2 separate regions of the Zea mays genome follow, and region 2 is linked to region 1. The links are chromatin contacts, called in public Hi-C maps. All regions are on one chromosome and are shown on one strand. Each heading gives the region's core, a stretch centred on a gene start, on an enhancer-like site or on the middle of the called end of the contact. The rest is flanking DNA. Distances are from core to core; before and after follow the strand shown.

The links. Hi-C and Micro-C count contacts between places; a contact is called where the count stands out from the background.
Region 2: a contact with region 1 is called in a Hi-C map of leaf, with 3 times the contacts expected there. The contact joins the promoter of LOC100277765 here to the promoter of LOC100501354 in region 1. A contact is called at or near these places in 4 of 25 Hi-C or Micro-C datasets (ear, leaf and tassel).

Annotation. Positions count from the first base shown.
Region 1 is chr2:45,699,247-45,703,866 of Zm-B73-REFERENCE-NAM-5.0, reverse strand. It overlaps LOC100501354 (UDP-glycosyltransferase 85A7), which reads right to left and starts at 2,141. Exons shown (of 2, transcript NM_001196099.1): 1 at 1,580-2,141; 2 at 338-1,480. The coding sequence starts at 2,099. The coding sequence ends at 537. It also overlaps the pseudogene LOC103648600.
Region 2 is chr2:45,831,624-45,836,621 of Zm-B73-REFERENCE-NAM-5.0, reverse strand. LOC100277765 reads left to right here and starts at 1,454. Exons shown (of 15, transcript NM_001151251.2): 1 at 1,454-1,679; 2 at 2,363-2,428; 3 at 2,517-2,565; 4 at 2,685-2,824; 5 at 3,313-3,414; 6 at 3,502-3,558; 7 at 4,072-4,172; 8 at 4,264-4,345. The coding sequence starts at 1,545.

The sequences.
Region 1 (4,620 bases), core at 892-3,391:
GGCTGCGTTGCAGTTAGTCTGACTTGTGTATTGAAGTTGTTCCGTCTTATGTGCATTGAAGCAGTTCGGTATCAGTTAGTTAGGTTTATATGTATTGTATTTGATTTGGTACAATACTATTACATCATGTCTAGCTAGAGCTACTAGTGGCTCGTGAGAACAGGTGGTAGCTACTGGTGGTTTGAAGGCTCGCCAGCCTGCTCATGAGCCTGCACCGAGTCTAGAATTTGAGTTCGCCAGACAACCAAGTCGAGCCAGACTTGGCTCGCTCTTGTACCGAGCCATACGGAATCGAGCCGAGCTTATTACCTCACTCGTTTATTGTGCACACTCATTTCCAGAATCCATACCCAAATAGTACAACAATAGACGGGTACATAATACAACACGTACTAGAGAGTGCAACGACACGTAGATCTTAAAACTGAGCTAAAGTGTATTAGATGGTTTATGCATGCATATGGAGCAGTGCTGAACTGCTGATGCCTGACGATAGCAAGGAGGTTTAATAATTATTGCCACCCGAGAGGAGTACGTCAGTCACCAGCTTCTCCAGGTTGGCGTACGAGCGCCCGCCGGGCCGCGTCGCGCGCACGGCGGTCTCCCGCCACTCCACCGCGCGGCGACGCATCTCCTTCCCTTTCTCCCCGCCCATGGCCTCCCGTATGGCCGTATCCTCTCCTCCACGGCCTCCCGCCGCACGTCGTGGCCGACCTCCACGCCCACGCCGCGCCCCACTCCGCGCACGTGTACCGGCAGTTGGTCTGCTGCTCCGCGAAGAAAGGCCAGCACAGCATTGGCACCCCGGCGCAGAGGCTCTCCAGCGTCGAGTTCCACCCAGAGTGCGTCAGGAACACGCCCACCGCCTGGTGACGCAGCACCGCGTCCTGCGCGCACCAGTTCGCCAGCAGGCCGCGCCCCTCGATCGCCTCCTGGAACTCCGGGGGCAGCACGGCGGCGTCGCCGCTTACGAGGTCCGGCCGGATGATCCACAGGAAGTCGTGGCCGCTGTTGGCCAGACCCCACGCGAACTCCACCAGCTCCGCGCTGGTCATCACCGTCACACTGCCGTAGTTCACGAACACCACGGACCTGGGCTTCCGGCCGTCGAGCCAGCGGAAGCAGGAGGCGTCCTCCTTCCAGAGGTTAGAACCCAGCGAGTCCAGTTGGCTGCCTCTGGGCACGATCTGCTCGGCGAGGAGGGCGAGCGGGCCGATGGTGTTGATGGACGCGGCAGGTGGGATCACGGCGGCGCGCATGGCGTCCAGCGCCTCCTGCTCGAGCTCGTCCAAGGTGTTGAGAAGGACTGCGTCCGCGCCGGCTGTGTGATCCGTCACCCTGACGGCGTAGTGGACCATGAACTCGTCGGGGTCCGTGGAGCGCATGAAGCTTGGGAAGTCCTTGAGCCGCATGTGCTTGCTCATCCCGGGCGGCGCGAACTCCACCGGCGTGTCTAAGAACCCATTCGTCAGATGCTCCTCTGCGTGTTCAAAAAAAAGAAAAAAAAACGTGAGTACTTCCCCTACACTCAGTCGCGTGTGGTGTGCCAGTGCGACTGTGCGAGAGAGATCCCTATCACCTTTCAACGGGAAGATGCCCTTGTCGATGAGGGTGCGGTAGTAGCGGTAGCCCATGTACCCGCAGGTGCTGGCAGTCCAGAACAGAGCGCACGGCACGCCGATCTCCCTGGCGGCATCCAAGGTAAAGCCCATGATGTCGTCGCCGACGACGCAGGTGACCGGCGGCACGTCAGGGGAGGAGGCGTTGAGACACTGGAGCAGGGCCCTGAAATGCGGGAGACAGGTCTCCTCCGTGGAGCGGCAGAGGGACGGCACGTCCTGGGTGGCGTCGGTGTCGGACGGCGGCAGGCCGTCCGGGATGGTGGCGAAACGGAAGCCTGGGAGGCCGTCGAGCGCGTCCGCGCCGCGGGACCGGAGCAAGCGGCGGCGGTTGTACTCGCTGTTGACGAAGGTGACGTGGAAGCCCCGGCAGTGGAGGATCTTTGCTAGCTTCAGCATCGGTGTGACGTGGCCCTGCGCCGGGAACGGCACGAGCACGGCGTGCGGCTTGCCGGCGGCGTCGGCAGCAACGGAGCCCATGTCGAAGTGCGCCTTGTGCAAGTGTAAACGGCGCGATACTGGTATACCATACACCTAGCTAGCTTGTGAGTTAGATGAGGGTGATGAATAGGATCAATTACTATTTACAGAGCTAATATATAGTTCATACTAACGTTACGATCTCAGTGAGTAGAAGAGAGGGGATGAGTCGACCATGACGACAGCACTAGTGAGGGGAGGAGGTGGCAGGGTCGCGGGGGATGAGAAGGCTAGGGGCAGTGGGTCTAAGGGGCGGCGGGTCTAAGGCGAGCAGAAGAGAGGGGATGGGTCGACCATGACTATACGCGGTAGAACTGTAGATGAACACGCGTCGGAAGCTACGAGTTCATTTCTTCTAATGTTAAAACATATCCCGTGCGTTCATAAATACACAAATTAAATTAGGATTCTTTATTCGACGTCTAACGACGAGCGTAATTTATAAAACTAGTCATATGCCCATGCATTGCTATGATTTTTATATATGACATAGGATAAATTTTGTTTTAATAATGCACAAAATATATGTTTTCAATTGATTAGGTAGGTGTGAATGTAGAGCCAACAACCACGGTTCAAACACTCACTTTTGCATAACTTCATCTTATTTTTTACATAAATCACAAATATAAGGCTTCACAAAAGGAGGTCTTGCACCCTTGTATCATTTTCCCTTTCAACAAGAGATAATAAACATTGGATGGTTTGAATGATATTTTTGTTGTCTCTCTGAAGGATATTATGAAGAATCACCTCAAATAATTGTTGGGGCTTTGGTGATTGCAATACATTTCTGTCAAATAAAACAAATCTTTTCAAACTGATCCGAGCGTGCCAAGGCAAATGAAGCAACACTGCAAACCCCATGCACCGTTGAAGTGGAGCACCAAGTTCACTAAATGTTTTTAGCATGGTAATCACGTGGTGCTATGAGATCTCAGAACCATTGCCTAGAAGCACAAGAAGTTTCTTGTCAATTCCTGATTCAATCATAGTCTCAATAGCCTTCAACTTTCCAACCTTTATCAAAGACGCAAGTCTTGCAAGCACATTTTCATACATTGCTCATTTTCTGCAAACAAGAGATCTGCAATTTGATCCATGGGAATTCTTGCCAAATTTCATCAGCAATTGCGCCATCAACATGCTCAGATATCTTGGCTAGAACATAAGAGAAGTTGTCTAGAGTTGAAGTATCTTCACATGCACCAAGAAGATCAATTAATCTGAAGTATCTTCACATGCACCAAGAAGATCAATTAATCTATCTATGAAACCTACTATTTCAAGAGAGCAAGTAAGATTTATGGAGTCTGTTGGAACAAATACAACTGCAATTGCGGTAGTGAATGTAAAAATAAGATCTGGTGATCCTATAAAAATTATCTCTGATATTCAAGGGACAAGTATTTTAATGAACCCAATTTTGCTTGCCTCAAATTCAGATAGGGATATGCATGCCATGAGAGCTTGAGTTGTGTTTGCCAATTAAATGCCAATGTCTATGAATTCTAGCAGAGAAATGAATGATCCAATCTTCCATTCAGCTGGTCTTTTTATACACTCTTTGCCAAAAAAAAAACAAAAGGCCAAGGAGCTACAAATGCCGCATAATATGAAATCGAATCAGATAAAAGAGCACGAGTAACATCATTTGTTTTGTTCTCGTGGTACATCTACATCTTTCTCGTTGACGTATGAAACTGGACCAGGTGCACAAGTTGCATATGTTGGGAGGTTGGATATGGTTTTCTCCTATTTTTACACTCTTGTTTCCTTCGTTAGAGCTTGCCTATGACAACTATAAGAGGATGGAGACCACAATGATCCAGCAAGACTTCTATGACGGGCTGTGAAGTATAGAGAAGTTAAACGCCAAAAGCCATGGTGTTTGGAATTTTTAGTTATTCTATTTTTCATGATGTATCTTCCTCTAACATGACTTAATTTGCAAATTTGGCATAACTACTCATTGAAAAAAATATATGTATGTAAAAAATTCTAAACATATTTGTGAAGATAAATATGATGTTACTTAAAAAAATATGTTGTTAACAGAATAAGATTAATATTGAAATGGAAACATATGTAAATTAGAATAATCCGCTAAAGCTAAGAGATGTCCATGCTTTGAGAACCTTCTTCAGATCACGACCGCAGAAGTAGCTCTCCAAGCCTCAGCGAAGGTTGTCGCAATTCTACAAATACATGACATGCATCCTCATGGACGCTGTCGCCGCCATAAACACGGACAACTCAATTCTCCGCTCCATCAATTTAGAAACGAGCAAGCAAGCAGACGATCACTCACCCCCATATGCACCAATCTGACTCTCAAGCTCCATTCGCATCAGTACCGCTAGCACTCCACCTGCAGCTACTAATCGAGACCTCCCCGGCCTAAGCAGATCGATTGATCGTCAGAGTCAGAGAATTGGTGGTATATAAAGACATACTGCATGGATCATATAAGATTCGAACGTGGCTAGTGGGCGGGTGATGCTGGTGCCGCTACGGACGC
Region 2 (4,998 bases), core at 205-2,704, 130 kb before region 1:
TCTATATAGTAATATTAACTATGTACCATAATTTTTGATATTTTATATATTTAGTTAAAGTTAAAAATAATATATATTTAGTTAAAATTAAAATAGTTGACCTCTCGTAAGAAAAACCTAATTAAGTAATGAGAAGTCTTTTCACTAAGCTAAAGATCCTACTCCCTCTGTTTTAAATTATAACCCGTTTGACTTTTTTATATCAAGTTTTATTGACTCGTCTTATTAAGTTTTTCATTATTATTGTTATGTTCTTCTGGTATCGTTTAACATATAATATACTTTAAATATGTGTTTGAAATATTTATTTTTTCTTAAAAATTGAATAAGACAATCCGATCAATCTTCCCCACAAAAGTCAAACGAATTATAAATTAAGACGGTGGAGTATTTTCGATGAGTGTCCCTTCTTTAAAAAAACACAGGTAAAACTTACCTCAGATGTTTCTTTTCTAGATTCTACTTATGTAATCAACAAGGATGATATTTATTTGTATCAAAGAAACCCGTAATTTGGCAGGTTGATCTCGAAAAGTCGAACTCATTCTGACTGTAGCACCAGTAGGCGTGCGCTAGACTTCCACGTTGTTGGCTTCGCTTTAATCCGAAACAATTTATATTATTTTTTATAATATTTTGTTTCCATAGATTACAGCTATGACAGTTCGAATAGTTGACTTTAATCCGAAACGAACAACTTATAACAAAATTGTGTGGGTTTGGACTAGACATTAGAACATGGAAATGGAATTCAGCATTATAATGTGCCGCCAACGTCTCTACAAACTCTACGCACTCCAATTCTACACGTGTATGGAAATGGAATTCAGCATTATAATGTGCTGCCAACGTCTCTAGAAGAAACTCTACGCACTCCAATTTTACACGTGTGTCCCCGTACTGATACTGCAATGTTGTTACTCATTACAATTGAGAACTACTTATGCCGTTTGGTTAACGGAATGTAACGTAAATGGTAACGGTAGTAATTCACACTCGAATACTGATGATAACAAGTTTAAATAAGTCGATATCTATTTTTAGCGTAATATCAATTATGATTAGATTTAAACAAATATAATATAACGTTATCGGTTACCTATTATGTTACCAATATTTCAACCAAATGACACCTTTGATGTTTCTAAGAGCCACACACACAGTTGAAATTACGTTCGAAGGTGGATTTCAGATCGGTAACGGCACCTTTTTTTTTTTTTTGACAAACCTGCTAGAGTGCTCGTTAAGCCGAAAATATGAAAAAAAGAGGATTGCTGGCTTTTTGCTCCTTCCTGATGGCCAGTTTAGCCCAAGCCCAACTTGAGAAAATGAGGAGAAAGGCCTCAGGATTTTGGAATTTGGAACCCAACGCTGCATTTCCCAACTGGGGGCACACATTAACCTCAGCCTCATTTCTCTTTTATTTCCGCTCTCCTCCATTCTCTGTTTGCTACTTTGCAAGTCTCGAACAAAACCTGAAGCAACTCGAAGCGAAGCCGCGATACTGCGAGAAGCGGAAGCGGGGAGGGCGAGGAGGAGCAGCAATGGAGGCGCTGCTGGAGCTCGAGAAGATGCAGAGGGTGCTGTCCCTCATGAGTTCACGCGGCCTCTCCCACACCGACTCCAGCTGCGGCGGCGCTGCCGCTGACCGCTTCCTCGCCCAATTCCTCCTCTTCATGGTACGGTTTTTGGGGGTCGCCCCTCTTCCTCCGTATGACCGTATATACGAATTCAATCGGATCCTTACCAGTGCGCCGAAGCAGGCAAAATGGATTTTTCCCCTTTGTTTTTATATGACACGGACTGTGTCTAGCATAGCATAGTGCTCCCTCCGCCGCCCGTCCCTGCCTTCGTCCTTCGTGGTGGTTTTTGGTTAGGCCATGGATTTAAGGCGCGTATATGCTGTTCGTTTAGCATTTTCATGGGTTTATTCGACGAATACGGTTTCGATTGTGCATTTACGCACGCGTAGCTCGCTGAAGTGTTCCGATTGATTTGATGAGTTGTTGGATTTTGTATTGACCTGCTGTTGATTGGTGACGTGTGCTCGCTGCTCTCCTCTCGTAGTTTTAATCCAGTTAGCTAAATGCCTGGCCGAAGGAGCTTACACCACTAGAGTAGGCATGGTCAACTGGAGACTGGACCAGATTGATTTGTCACATTGGTCATGACCAGACTTCAATAATGCAACCTTGCCTTAATGATCAGATTCATCACACTAGTTTGCTTTGCTGTTCTCGTTGCTCCTCTGAATTGGGTATCTCCTGCTGAAACATCAAGTATTCCCATGCTTTTTGAAATGGGACAGAAAGAAGCACCGAGAACTACTTCCAAAATTATGATCACAAAATCTTTTGTGTAGGTGCAACCGTTTGATTCTCTTACCCTGGAGAATAAGTTCCTTTTGATCTCTGAGCTATTAAGAAAGGTAATCTAAGTGACACCGTCTAACTTTTAGTTCATATTTGTCTATGTGTTTTCTATGAAGAAATTATAGTTGAGACTTCTTTTATTAGGCTACTCCTAATACTTTGGAAGAAGTGCAGCATCTCACCCATCTGGAAGGTAGTGGTAATAGTTGTGAAGTAATGATGATCTTACATTAACCTTATGAGTTTATCCGGAAATTTTCTTGTTGATTGGGTCTGGAACTCTGATAAGACATAGGACCCTTTCAAACGCAGCTAATAAAGATATATGTTCTGGAGGTTCACTCCAGCCAATTAAGAAGTTTAAGATGCATGCCGAGAAATCAACCGTTCAAGCTATGCCGATGGTTGGTTTTGATGCGATGGCAAGAGCTAAGTCTACGCTTGAAGATTTTGTATGTATTCTTTGTAGTTGGTACTCGTAAAAATCCTTAATGGAAACACTGCCATGAATTAATCCTGGAGTGACCCAGGTCTTCTGGGCTGCCTTTTAGTTTTTCTTCTTTTATTTTTCTCAAGAGAAACCTGTTTACCTTTTCTTTTCTCACATCAATAAAATCTTAGCACATTAGGGGATTCCTTTACTGTTTTTGCTAAAAAAACACTGTCATACTGCCTTTTGTTGAGATTTTGCAATGCAAGTGCTACAAAACAATTGAACCGCTTATAGAGGCATTAAGCCCGTATAAAAAATAGCAAGGTATCTTTGAATGTATTTTGTTGTTCCATTATTAGTCTTATAGAGAAACTGGGTCACATGCTGTTCTAAATTTTGATTTTTCCTGTTCAAACATGTCTTTTTTGGGGGGTTATGAGTCTATCTTGAGCACTTCCTGATAATTATGTTTCCCTAAAGTCCCTTTTTTCCTTCTTGAGAAAACAGTGTAGGTCGTACTTTATGTTTCATGGTTTGGATGTTAACAAGCCACAAGCCATTTTCAAGTATCTACCTGTTCTTTCTTTCACAGAGAGTTACATATATCAGGTTTTTTCAACCTCTTGAAATGTGCTTCAAACTTTCATCTTATGGCTTATGTTCTGCATTGAACAAACTAAACATTTCTTGTTGCAGTTAGATGCTTCAAATGAAGACTGTTTACATGTAGTCCCAGATGACAACACTTCAAAAGTAAGACCTGCATTGTAGTGAAATAAGATAGAGATATAGAATGCAAGTTTTGCTAAATCTGATCTACATAGGCCCTGTATATAGTGTATACATTAGCCGCCTTATCTACCATTAGGGATGAAAGTGGATAACCGAATTGTTATGGAAAATTTAATATTTTGAAATAGATATATATGAAATTTGATGCTGATCTTTTCTTATGTTATCAAGCACATTATTACAAATAAGAATAATTTTTTGTATAAATTGTTTTATGCATTATTTGCTCCCTACAACAAAAAAGGTGAAACAATATCCGAATTTGTGTCTGACTTTTATATCTATCATTTGAGTATATGATAAATTTGAGGCTTATCTTTTATGAATCTTTACAAGTTCAATGCTATAAACAAGAATATGAATTTGCATTGCAGATTTTATATTCTATTTATTTGCAATCAAAGAAATAAGACAAAAAATAATATCCGAATAAGTATCCGTTTTCGTCCAATTTCATCCCTATCTACCATACAGGTGTTGGGAAAGAAAGAAGAATCTCTCAATGAGACATCCTTGTCTCAAATGATTGAACCCCTTGAAGGGCTTCTTCAGTGCCAAGGATTAATGACAGACCGGTTGGAATCTTCTCCTCTATGTACTTGTACATATGTAATATATTCACTAATATTTGAGCTAGTTACTCACTTCATTTTCTATTGTTTATAGATTGCGAACTGAACTCAAATCAGGCATTCAGTATTGGTCTCTAGAGAGGAAGCTCTGCCAAGCATTACTAAGAAATGAGAAGGTAAGGAGAGACCTTTGTTTGCTGTAATTTAAAAACAACTAAGTATCCTGATAATAGCGATGCTTCAGTAGATCATCTGTTGAATTTGATCAGACCTGTTTATCGTCATTTTTCTTTGGAAAAGCTGTATGCTCTTGATACTAAGAGGAAGCGATGAATGCCACATAACGAACTATCTTAATACTATTTAAAGTGAATCCATTAATAACTAACTTAATTTTATATTTCAAATCTATAACTGAACATAGACAATATTTCCTCTTGGCAACCTCAAATATAATCTCGACCTTGGGATGGGCTGCCATTTCAGGTGCCCCGTAATGCCCAAGTTCTCTTTGATGTTGCTCTGGAGACCAAGGTTGGGAATGGGGAGAACACCAAATTTTGGACTGATCGTTGGCTGCAAGGCAGCACTGTAGGTGAGCTGGCCCCCCTATCTTATTCAGGTGGTTCCTAAACGAGCAAGGAGACAACGTACTGTCTCTCAAGCTTTGAGCAACAGGACTTGGATTGCTGATATCCAGGGTGCCCTCACAGTACAGGTGCTTGTCGAATACCTGAGGCTCTGGGAGTCAGTTGATGGTGTTACTTTGCAACCTTCAGTTTCAGATCAGCACGCGTAGAAGCTCACAGATTCAGGGATATACACTAGT